Linked DNA regions of Mus musculus: all the other regions are linked to region 1. Evidence: chromatin contacts called from public HiChIP or PLAC-seq and promoter capture Hi-C data. All regions are on one chromosome and are shown on one strand. The core of a region is the stretch at or near the end of the contact, and the rest is flanking DNA. Distances in the headings are between cores, read along the strand shown. Region 1 overlaps Banf2os (a long non-coding RNA gene). Region 2 overlaps Bfsp1 (beaded filament structural protein 1, in lens-CP94). Region 3 has its middle 14 kb from the start of Gm26165.

What was found. Promoter capture Hi-C pulls out the DNA fragments that hold promoters and counts their contacts. HiChIP or PLAC-seq counts read pairs in DNA pulled down with a chosen protein or histone mark.
Region 2: an H3K27ac HiChIP or PLAC-seq map of large pre-B cells shows a contact between it and region 1, with 2.6 times the contacts expected there. The contact joins two enhancer-like sites. A contact is called at or near these places in 3 of 484 Hi-C or Micro-C datasets (B cells, the G1E-ER4 cell line and germinal center B cells) and 1 of 115 datasets of contacts at active chromatin or transcription factors (large pre-B cells).
Region 3: a contact with region 1 is called in a promoter capture Hi-C map of pre-B cells, with 2.5 times the contacts expected there. The contact joins two enhancer-like sites. A contact is called at or near these places in 1 of 39 promoter capture datasets (pre-B cells), 1 of 115 datasets of contacts at active chromatin or transcription factors (embryonic stem cells) and 2 of 9 other capture datasets (adipose tissue and liver).

The regions. Positions count from the first base shown.
Region 1 is chr2:144,090,735-144,094,599 of GRCm38.p6, reverse strand. The region is part of intron 2 of Banf2os (a long non-coding RNA gene); the gene reads left to right. Among named protein-coding and RNA genes, the nearest start is that of Banf2, 60 kb to the right of the region's middle. Within about 2 kb of position 1,604, at least 14 of the 459 cell types and tissues checked have an H3K27ac peak or open chromatin away from gene starts, as enhancers often do. A contact at or near this core is called in pre-B cells, where this site is marked.
Region 2 is chr2:143,836,857-143,840,721 of GRCm38.p6, reverse strand. All of the region lies in intron 5 of Bfsp1 (beaded filament structural protein 1, in lens-CP94), which reads left to right. Among named protein-coding and RNA genes, the nearest start is that of Bfsp1, 24 kb to the left of the region's middle. Within about 2 kb of position 1,866, at least 92 of the 459 cell types and tissues checked have an H3K27ac peak or open chromatin away from gene starts, as enhancers often do.
Region 3 is chr2:144,245,396-144,249,260 of GRCm38.p6, reverse strand. No RefSeq gene overlaps it. Among named protein-coding and RNA genes, the nearest start is that of Gm26165, 14 kb to the left of the region's middle. Within about 2 kb of position 1,755, at least 129 of the 459 cell types and tissues checked have an H3K27ac peak or open chromatin away from gene starts, as enhancers often do. A contact at or near this core is called in pre-B cells, where this site is marked.

The DNA.
Region 1 (3,865 bases), core at 355-2,854:
CTGCCTTTTTAATATCTTCATGACTAACGCAAAGGACTCAGAGGCAGCAAGGCTACAGGACTGTAAGAGATTTAGCATTTCTGAATTAACATGCAGAAGGCATGCCTGTGTACGTACACACACACACACACACACACACACACACACACACACACACATCCTGGTCTTCAAAGTGAGAAGAAGACCTGTATTGTTTCAGGGGAGTATTAGTTATATTCACAAGTGTTACCATCAACCGCCAGTGAGGTCAGCAGGAGTCTGAAGCCAGGAGGAAGGTTATAGGGCAGGGTGATAGGGGAGATTTGGGCTGAAGTCAAGCTAAAACTTTCCAACCTTGGGACTGTGTCATGAACAAAGGAAGAATGAACTTTGTGTATCCTTGATGACCTCATTGAAACCCTCCAAGTCACCAATAAACTTAGAGGGACCATCAAAGACTGTATCTGCATAGCTTGTCCACTTCTGCTACCTTGATGTTCATGAACTGCCCAATATGGTGCCTTGGACCTAGGCTGCAACTCAGCAGATCATTGCCTTGTCCTAAGACGACATACTGGAGCCCAGTAACAGCTCCACCCTTTCTGGGTGGGTGAGTCCAATGTCTCCTACATTGTACAAATTGTAGTTGATGTCACAGAGAGCAAGATCTGAGAGAGTAGTGACAGTGCGGGCCACAGACACCAGCTGCCTGAGACCCAGGCTAGCCCCTTTCCTTCTCACACTAATCTGTGATATCTCTTAAATATTTCCTTTCAACTTCTTCCCTTTCTGGTCCAGGCGAGTGCTAACTGTATTATTGACATATATACATATAGAGTTTTAATTAATACTAAAAACTTATGCGCATCACAGTGAAGTCTTTATTTTGTGACTTTGAGACAGGTTGTAGGAAAGGAAGTCTGGGGAAGATCTTGGAGATTCGGGGTCCTATAAGCTGGGTTAAGAGGCCTCTGCCTACCCATTGGAAAAGGGGTGGGGCAGTGCTGGTTTTGATTGTCAACTCGACTGGGTTATGGATCCACAGGATAATGAAGCAAACCTCTGGGCATGTCTGTGAAGGTGTTTCTCCTCTTTACCTTAGACCTGGAGGGCCCTGATGTGGTGGTTTAATCCCTTGATGGATTCATAACACCATGGCATTATTGAGGGTAGTGAAGGCAGAAGCCAGGGGAGAGCTGAACAGGCCTCTGGAGGGTGTCCTTGGGCTGTATCCTGGCTTCTTCCCATTTCCTTCTTTTTCTATGCTTTCTTGTCACCATCACGTGAACTCCTCTATGCCTCCACACCCTCTCTGCAAGGATGAGCTGACACCTTTAAAGTCATGAATCTAACTTAATCACTTCACCCTTTAAATTGTTTGTGTTTTCATCACAACCACAAACACAGTGATAGCAATTAAGAGAGAAAACAAATGAATCCCATCTCCTGCCCTACTTAACAACATCACAGCATCTTGGCCATCCTTGCTGATGGGCCATAATCATCTCCTGAGCCCTGGGGCAATGATGCTTGACCAGGCATCCTGTTGGTAGATGTGGCTCCTGCAAATGTGAAGACTTGCAGGGAAACAGATATCGGATTTACTGGGGCAGTTTCGCTTTTCAAAAGAGGAAGCTCAGAAATGAATAGACATTTTACCAAAGAGGGTCTACAGATGGCAAATAAGCACATGAAAAGAGGCTCACTGGCTTCAGCCTCTGGGGAAATGCAAATAAAAGCTATGATGAGAGATCTTCACTCTTCTCAGGATGGCTGAAATGGAACGTCAAGGATACTGGGGAGAAACTGGACAGCTCATCCGTGGCTAGTGGGATGTATAGATGGATGGTGGTATAACCACTCTGCAAAACGGCATGGAAGTTTCTGTTAAAAACTAAACTATGACACAACTGGAGAGTGCATTCCTACACATTTAGCCTAGAGATATGAAAACAGATTTGTGCAGGAGTGTCAGTCAGATGTTGACTGCAGCTCTTGGTGTCAGGGCTGTAAGTCTGGACCAGTCCAGATGGTCTCCAATGTGCTACATCCACGCTGAGGGGCAGAGGAATGAATGATCGTTACAGGAAAGTTGAATGAATCTCTAAGATATTAGGCCATGTGTGTGTGTACACAGGTACATGTGCTTTCATGGGCAAATGCCCAGAGTCCAGAGGTGTTGGATTCCCTGGGGCTAGAGTACAGGCTGGAGCTGAAGTCACCTAACATGGGTGCTTGGAACTGAACCATCCTTGTGGCTCCTCTTCCTCCTTCTGTAGTGGTAATTTTAGCTAATCACTTTGATCCTGGCTGGTCTCCTTTGCTTGCCGGATTCACAAATGAAAGACACACACACACACCCAGCTAATTTTTGATTCGCTTTGACTAGCTCAAAGGCTGGGCAGTTCTAATCCTCCCTGTGGCTAGCACACATTTCTTCCCAGTACTCCTGGCCTAACACCCTCTAATTCTATATTTTATCTTTGCTGCCCTGGCTCCTTCTGGGCAGCCCCCTAATCTTTGCTGCCTAAGAGGCTTCTGGGCAGCCCTTCCAGGAACCACATTCCTTCTCACCTACATTTCAGATGATTTTTCTTCTGCGGCTCTAAATCTAATCTGTCTCCCTCCAAATCCTGGTGATTCTCCTCTCCTTCCTTTTGCCCAGTTCCTAGGCCATGCAAATCTCCAAGACCCATGTCAGTCTACCTGCCCAGCAATTGGCTGTTGGCTCTTTATTGGTTGATCAAAAACCAATTGGGGACAAGGACTTTCAGCATTTGGACACTCAGATTCTAGATTTTGGGAGCCAGATTAATTCAAAGTATTAGAACCGATCCTCAACATTCTCCTCTTCCTCTTCCTCTTCTTTAAATTGTTTACTTGTGTGTGTGTGTGTGCGCGCGCGCGCGCGAGAGAGAGAGAGAGAGAGAGAGAGAGAGAGAGAGAGAGAGAGAGAAAGAGAGAGCGTGTAGGTGGTTTAGGTGTCTTAGGAGGTCAGAGGAAGGTAAGCTCCCCTAAAACTGGAGTTGTATGTGAATGTGAGCTGTTACACATCGATGCTGGAAACCAAACTTAAGTCCTTTGAAAGAGCAGCATGTGCCCTTAACTGCCAGGCCATCTTGAACAAATTTTTGAGATGTGTGGGGTAGCAGGAATCAAGGAAGGAGCAGGTTTGGAAGGAAGGGAGGGAGTTCAACTTCAACTAAGGCCCTTGTGGCTTGGAAATGGGGTGTGTGTGTGCCCGTGTGTGTGTGTGTGTGTGTGTGTGTGTGCCCGTGTGTGTGTGTGTGTGTGCCCATGTGCGTGCATGTGCACATGCAAAAACAGCAAAAAGTTTTAGAGCTATCTTGCATGATTTTTTTTTAAACAGGGGATGTTATTCTACAGTTATACTAAAATGAAAACTTTGACCAAAGAGATGGTCCAGATTCTGTGTGACAGATAATCTGCTCAGCATTGATCTTGAATAACACATATGTAAGGAGAACTCCCTATAACCTAGCCAATGCTGGGGACTGAACTGCCACCAGAGGCAGACTTTACAGTCCCCAGCAAGCTTGCTTCTTTATAAAGTAAGCAAACACTCAAACAAGTGCAAGGCTCCACAGAGAAATAGAACAGAATCCAGAGCCCCCATGGAAGAGTACCCACAATGCCTAACGTACCATTTAAAATGACCAACATAAGGAAACCTAGGTGCTCTGCTTGGTTCTCGACTCTACTTCACACACTCAATACATTCACAAGAGCCGACTGTTCCATCTCCTCCAGCTTGACTTTTCCACAAAGCCCTTCTCCTAACCTATCATCTTGGACCTGAGGCTCCTCACTGGTATCCATCCCCACTTCTCCCTGACTCTCCCTGACTTATTCCTTACAGCGCAGC
Region 2 (3,865 bases), core at 617-3,116, 250 kb after region 1:
ACAACAAGGGGGCAACAAGGAACAGTGGTTGCCCCCTGAGTGAAAGATCACAGGAGAGAAATTGAGTCAGGCCTTAAAAATGCCTTCTTCCCAGGACATAACCATGCCTCAGGGACTAGATACTTCTCAGTGACCGTGGTTTCTTTTGAGGGAGGGAGGGGAGTGGAGAAGGGAGAGATGGAGAAATGTTTATGTAGAGAATGTGGTGTGTGTGTGTGATATGTATATAGTGTGTGTGGTGTATGTCGTATATGTGTATATAAGGTCTGTGGGTAGTGTGTGAGTATATGAGGTGATTTGAGTGTATTTGCTGTGTATGTATGTAGAGTATATTGTAAAGTGTGTATGATATGTATATTGCATGCATGTGTAATGTGAAGGGTGCGTGGGCTCTGCATGTGTGCATGTATGTGTATATACATGTGTATATGTGGGGTGTGTAATGTCAGGTATATGTGTGGCGTGTGATGTTCATATGAAGTATGACTTATTCATCTATCTGTGTAGGGCATATGTGCATGCACGTGGGATGTGTGTATGGTGTAAGTGTTTTACATGTGACTGAGGAAGTGGGTGTAGGCCCAGTCCCGGTTCTGGAGACTGTGGTTTTCAAATTGTTCCTTGAAATTCACCAGGTGTAAAATGAATTCAGTAGAATTGACTGGTACAAAAAAGGAAGAAAGCAGGCTGGAGAGATGGCTCAGGGGTTAAGAGCACTGGCTGCTTTTCCAGAGGTCCTGAGTTCAATTCCCAGCAACCACATGGTGGCTCACAACCATCGGTAGTGGGATCTGATGCCCTCTTCTGGTGTGTCTGAAGATAGTGACAGTGTGTTCATATACGTACAGTAAATACATAAGTCTTTATAAAAAATTAGAAGAAAGCAACACAATGGCGCTGGGAATAAGAAGTAACAGAATGCATGGCAGTGAGAAGTATACAAAGTTTATCCTGGAAAACTTTTGTCTTAAATGTATCTGTATATTTTTGACTACACATGTATTTGCTCAAATGCACACATATGATGTGGCCTATGGTGTGAACTATGTCACTTCCTGTGGTCTGGGTGACAAAGTTGAAAAACACAGCCCTAGATACTAAAAAGATCAAGGCCCTAGCCTCACATGGAAAATTTTAGTTCTGCGGGGGGGGGGGAGGGGGGAGACTGTTTGTCTTTCTTTGTGTGCACACATATTTTTGATGGCTATAAAACCATGATATGTATAGGAAGTGTGTGATCTATTGATGTAGGGTACATGTGCCTGCATGTGGGATGTGTGTATTGTGCATGTGTGCATGGGACTGAGGAAGCAGGTGCAGGCCTGTTATGGTCCTGGAAACCCATGTTTTTCAAACTCTTAGTTATAGTTCATTGGGTGGGAAACAACAGGCTTGGCCTGGTTTCTGAGTACATGAGGTATAACTGTTGGGTCAGGTCCTGTTCTCAGCCTCTGACACTACTGAGACTTAGCAGTTTATCTCTGTGTCTAAGGTAGGGTCTCACTTTCTCCTCTAGGTTCCCTTCCCTGTCCCTAGATTTTATTAGTCTGGTGAAGTTTGTGGATCCTTTCTCATAAAATGTTGTTGAAGGCAAAAAAAATTATTCAAAGCAAGCCAATTCTATAAAGATAGTTATCCATATGTTATCCAGTGTCCTTGACTCGAGGGGTCATGTCTGGATGAATCTGCAGCAAGCTGAAGTAACCTGAGGTGCACATGGCTTTTATATGGCCCACTTATCTATTACACACCCCAACCTTACAGCACAGCACCCTGTCGAGTGTAGGGTGTGTCCTGGCTGATACAGTCATGGCTTGCTGCCACACCACTGCTATGCACGAAGGCAAAATGCAAACAGGAAGCATGGCCTCTACAGAAAGCACAGTGCTTCCACACTGTGGTCAAGTGGACCAGTGCACGTCCATGATGCTCTGCAGGGCATGTACAGTCGCTTGTCAGTATCCAAGGGGGATTAGTCTTCACAACCCCACAGGTACTGAAAATCACACTTGCTCAAGACTCCAAAGTGCTTAGTGCTTGTATGTGAACTATGAAGTTCTCCCATAGCCTTGAACTCAACCCCAACAACTTATAACATCCAGGATAGTGTGAGTGGGTATAAGTAGTTTTATTTTTTATTATTTAGGAAATGATGACAAACATGGTTATACACACACACACACACACACACACACACACACACACACACATATATATATATTTTTCAGCAGAGGCATAATTGGTTGATTGGGACTCTTAGGATCCAGAGAGGTGACTGTTCAGTAACAAAATACTGAACATAACAAAATTGGTCTAACAAAATAACAAAAATTGGTCTAATGAACCTCAGGTGTGCCACCTTCACGGGTTGTCACAGCCCATGTATGTGACGTGGCTCCTGCGTATTTTCTCATTTTCACACTGTTCTGTAAGTCAGGGAGTGGGGCAAGCAGGTTGGTCTCTCTGTTCTGGGTCTCCCAGGGTGGCATAAAGTGTGTGTGTGTGTGTGTGTGTAGTCCACCTGGGCCCCTGCTGGAGGATCTTATGGGAGAACTTGCTCACAGTGTCGGGTGTGTGGTTGGTACAAGTCAATTCCGACAGGCTATAGTGGGGAGGACCCTGTTTAGTCAAAGAGGTTGTGCATTCCTTGGCCCAAGGCTATTCCACGCCAGCGCTGTGTGTAAAGTCCTGGGTCTAACCCTCTGCCTCCAACTTCTCCTCTTAGCTGCTGCTGCTGCTTCTGCTTCTGCTTCTTCTTCTTCTTCTTCTTCTTCTTCTTCTTCTTCTTCTTCTTCTTCTTCTTCTTCTTCTTCCTCCTCCTCCTCCTCCTCTTCCTCCTCCTCCTCCTCCCCCTCCCCCTCCCCCTCCCCCTCCTCCTTCTCCTCCTCCTTGGCTTATGTGATTAGGATTAATTTAATTAATTTAAATAACTTACTTTGTGGTGCTGGTTAAGGTTTTCGATGCTTCCAGAATGTCTCCCGGTTAGGACCTTCAGGGTAAGTTCCCTGGCCCAGCAGCATCAGCAGCATCTGGGAACTTGTCAGAAGTGCAGATTCACGGGTACATCCAGACCAGCTGTGGCCTGGCAACTCCTGTCGTAACAAGTCCTCCAGGCGGCTCCACAGGCATTAGATCCATGCCTCTAAGAACAGAGCCCGAGATTGGAGCTGGGGGCCTCTCCTTCAAGTCAGCCAAACACAGGTGCCCAAGTCCCCTGGGGATTAATTTCTTCCAGGCGGACAAGGAATGACAGACAATTCAGTGTCTTGACAGGACCTGAAAACGGTTTTATTGATTGGCAAACAGGATGAGCCCTGACCTCTTTTTCATCAAGGTTCTTTACCGCCATCTAGTGGTGAGATTCAGCATCAGCGCTTGATCAGGGCACCATCCCTGAAGCAAAACAAAACACAGGACATTTACACCCCCCCCCCCTCTCTCTCTCTCTCTCTCTCTCTCTCTCTCTCTCTCTCTCTCTCTCTCTCTCTCGTGTGTGTTCACTCGTGCATATATGTGCATGCATGTGTGGAGTTCAGAAGACAACTCTCACAAGTCTATTCTTTTCCTTTTATTGTTTGGGCCCTGGGGCTCAGACTCAGGTTGTTAGGCTTGGTAACAAGAAACTTTACCCACAAAGCCAACATGCTGGATATATCATCATCATCGTCATCGTCATCATCATCATCGTCTTTACCTAAATTAACCCATTTATTGTCAGAGGTTTCAAATAGTGATGCTCCCATTGGTCTTTAGATCCTTCCGTCCTCTGATGGCTCACTTGACTGTGACAGAATTGTGGTGGGTCCAGGCCCTGACAGCCACTGTTCTTACACAGGGCCACATGCCTATGGCCCACATCTTTGCC
Region 3 (3,865 bases), core at 506-3,005, 150 kb before region 1:
CTAAGATGTCAATCATAACAGCAGGAAAAATGACCTAATCATCTCTAGTACCATTAGAGTAGTAGGAAGCCTAGTTCCTAGTCAAGAGCCTTCCTGGTTGAGGCCCTTGTGTTCTGTAACTCATCCAGCAGCTGGGAGGTAATAATACTCAAAGCCACGACTTGTGACCTGTCTGAGAAGCAGAGCTGAAAATGAGCCTCAGGGACATTCTCACCTCTACCTAGTGTACCTCAATACATGGCTCTGCCTGTCTGGGCTGCCCAATGTTTCCTGCAGATTTGGATAGCTGAGATACATCTTTGTATTGCATATTTGACTGGAACAGCACAACAGTCAAATATCCCCAGGCTTCTTTTCCCTTTGGGGGCCAGTTTCTGGTTTCCAACTGCTTTCTTGGAATAGAAGGTGCCTTGAGAAGGCTGAGGATCACACCCCAGGGTGTTGTTACACACTAGGCCAGTGACCTGCCAGTGAGCTCTGCCTCTGCCCTTTTCCCCATGGAGTACTCCCGGGATGTTTCCAAGGGCCTAGGAAATTATATTTTAATATTACTGAGTGGGCCTGGCCCTGTGTGTCACACACAGGTCAAAACAAACAACTTAGGGTGTTGGATTTCTTCCAGCTGTGGGTTGGGTATACTGAACCGGGGGGGGGGGGGGGGGGGGCCCTGGGCTTTCCCAGACGCGCTTTTGAACAGATTCTTCTGCCGACTTTCAAACCTTTAAAGTTTGTTGGGTACTGTTTGAATTTTTAGTTTTTGTGCAAAGGATAGTTCTGATTGTTTATCAGTTCTTGCCCATGAGCAGTAGTTTGTCTGATTAATGGGACAGGGCATCTCTTTGAGAGGTTTCCACCTGACATGTTTTGCTAACACTGGGCAGATGGCCACTTGTTAGGACTGTTGACTGCAGCTTGTCTCCTATCATTTGAATGGAATTAGAAATGGCCCGGGGCTTTGTGGGTCCTTGTCCTGGTTCCTTCATGTTGCAAAACCATAGGAGGGAATAATTGTACTCCTGATGGATAGCCCAAAGCAGCGAGTGCAAACTGCTGCCAGGTCAGTGTAGCCCTGGCTGTCCTGGAACTCTGTCGACCAGGCTGGCCTCGAACTCAAATCCACCAGCCTCTGCCTCCCGAGTGCTGGGATTAAAGGTGTGTGTCACCACTGCCCGGCTAGTTCGGTTCGTACTTACTATCTGCCTTGTCGCTGCTTCAGGGAGGGTCCTGCAAAGCAATTTAGAGCTTTACTGGAGACAGCTTTGTGTGTGTGTGTGTGTCCAGCTGAATCCAGCTGCAGTTACCACAGGGCCTCAGGGCTCCTTGGATTTGTTGATTGTATAAGGATTCTGACTGGGATATGAGAGACAGGGCAGAAAGTCTGGCAAGAATAGATGCCTGAAAAGTATCCTGTAGAGACAGGGAAGAAGCCAATGAGAGTGTGTGTACATAGGCCGTGTGCAGAGCGGGTGCAGCTGACTGTGGCCTGTTCCTTGAGTCCTGCGGAAGACTGCTAGCTTGCAGTGAATCCCAGAATAGGAGGAATGAGACTGCCTGTCACTTGTTAGGGACGAGAGCTGGGGGCACCTGCTACTTGGAAGGGCCCTTGTTGGGCTGAGCTAAAAGGGAAGTGAGGTCATAGATCATCACTAACAACTTGGCTGGAGTCTGATTTCAGCTTAGCCTAGGACTCCATTCAATCTGGCTGTGTTCTAGGGACATGAGTGCCAGCCATGAAGGGGTGGTGCTGAGTGACAACTCCCAAGTATAGAGCAGAGGAAACCACGTTTTAGGGTTACTTCCTCATGGAGCCCAGCTGCAGTTCAGTGAGGAGCCAACCACAGATGGGGAAGGCCTGTCCCCTGCTAAGTCCCAGCTTCAAGTCATCTTGAGGTCTCCATAGCAAAGTCCCTTGCTGTTAGAGGGAATGCTGGGGTTTGGGTAAAATACAAAACACTGTCAATCTTGACTTTTAGGTAATAGCCAGATTTTTCTTTAGCATTTCTCATGTAGTATTTGATATACTGTTTCTTTGATCTGAGATTGAATTTTTGCTGGGAATCATGTATGTTTTATTTGGTGAGTCTGTCACTTCTATGCTGAGGACTTGAAAGGTAGCTAGTGCAATTGAGGAATGGAAGTTTTGTTTTTTGGTTTTTCAAGACAGGGTTTCTCTGTATAGTCCTGGTTGTCCTGGAACTTTGTAGAACAGGCTGGCCTCGAAATCCGCCTACCTTTGCCTCCCGAGTGCTGGGATTAAAGGTGTGCACCGCCACCACCAGTTGAGGAACAGAAGTTTAAAGTTCATTTTTTTTTTAAAGATTTATTTATTGATTATATGCAAGTACACTGTAGCTGTCCTCAGACACTCCAGAAGAGGGAGTCAGATCTTGTTACGGATGGTTGTGAGCCACCATGTGGTTGCTGGGATTTGAACTCCTGACCTTCGGAAGAGCAGTCGGGTGCTCTTACCCACTGAGCCATCTCACCAGCCCCAAGTTCATTTTTTAAAACTTAGTTTACATCTTAATTTGGGGGCACATGTGCACTGTGTGTGGGCATGTGCACATGCATAACCATGCATACATGTGTTCACTAGGGATTAGAAAGCCAGGACCTTATGCTTGTTGATTATATGCCCAACCATTGAGCTATGTTCCCAGTGCCAGATCCAGGCACACTGAAATCCTAGGCTGTTTATATTTTCCTAACTAAAGCCCCTAGCATTGAGTGACATAGCCAGACCATTCCACTCAGCCCTATCTGACCTCTGTCCAGATGGGCTTGACGTAATGCAACGGTCCTGGTTTCAGGCACCTGCTGCTCAGTGGCTTATACTCAGCAAATGGAACTGGAAGTCCTCAACACTCCCTGCTGTCAGCCCCACCCACATTTCATATTCACCACAGTCTCAGGTTCCTAAGGCCCCTCATGCATCAGGGCCTCCAATCCTTCCCAACCTTAAAGACCTATATCTCAGTGGGAGTGGAGACAGCTTGGGTATTGGCATTTTATTGTTTATAATTTGGTGGGTTTTGAGCCAGAGTTTTGCTTTGTAGCCCAAGCAGGCTTCTACCTTCTCCCCCAGTGCTGGGATTACAGATGGGCACCAGTGTGTCTGCAGGGTTGATAGTATAAGAGATACGCATGTTCTTGTGAGCTAAAGTCAAGGCTGAGACTACTTGGTTCATTCAGTGTGTCACTTCCAACGAGTTGGGATAGGTCAGCTTCATCTTGCAGCTGAGGAAGATGAGGTGGAGAGACTAGGCCCCAGGACCCAAGATCCCAGCTACATCTAGGACTCTCCCTTGGGGTCAGTCAGTGAGGGACAGGACCTGAACAGACAGGTATGGACCCCTAGGCTTTGATGGGACTCCCAATCATCTCCCCTCTTTCCCAGGAATATAATAACCTTCTCCTTGGCTTTCTCCTTAGCTGGGCCTCTTCCCAGCAGGTTGAGTTAATGAAAGGCTCCCGGCCTGCAGTTTCACTTCTGTAATTTACTCGCAGTGCTGGTCTCTAATTTCATTGCTTCCTCAGCTGTCTCTTCCCACTGAGAAGCTGGTCTCTGGCTTGATTGGTCAGCTTTCCTGCTGCCAGCTGCCCAAGGGGAGAGGCTGGTTCGCAGAGCCCGTAAGAGCAGTGTGGTAAGAGCAGGAGACCGCAGTGTTCTGAGTACCCACTCACACATGTGAGGTGAGAACACTTTACCACTGAGCCAGGTCCTCAGCTCCTCTGAGTACGTTTTTAAATACTTCTTGAGGAAGTACGCAGGGTTGGAAAGGGGTTGGAGGGAGCAGGAGGTGAGCTATCCAGAGCTGTGTGTGGGCATTCTGGCTCTGGAGTCTGCCCTTTCTTTTCTTGCTGC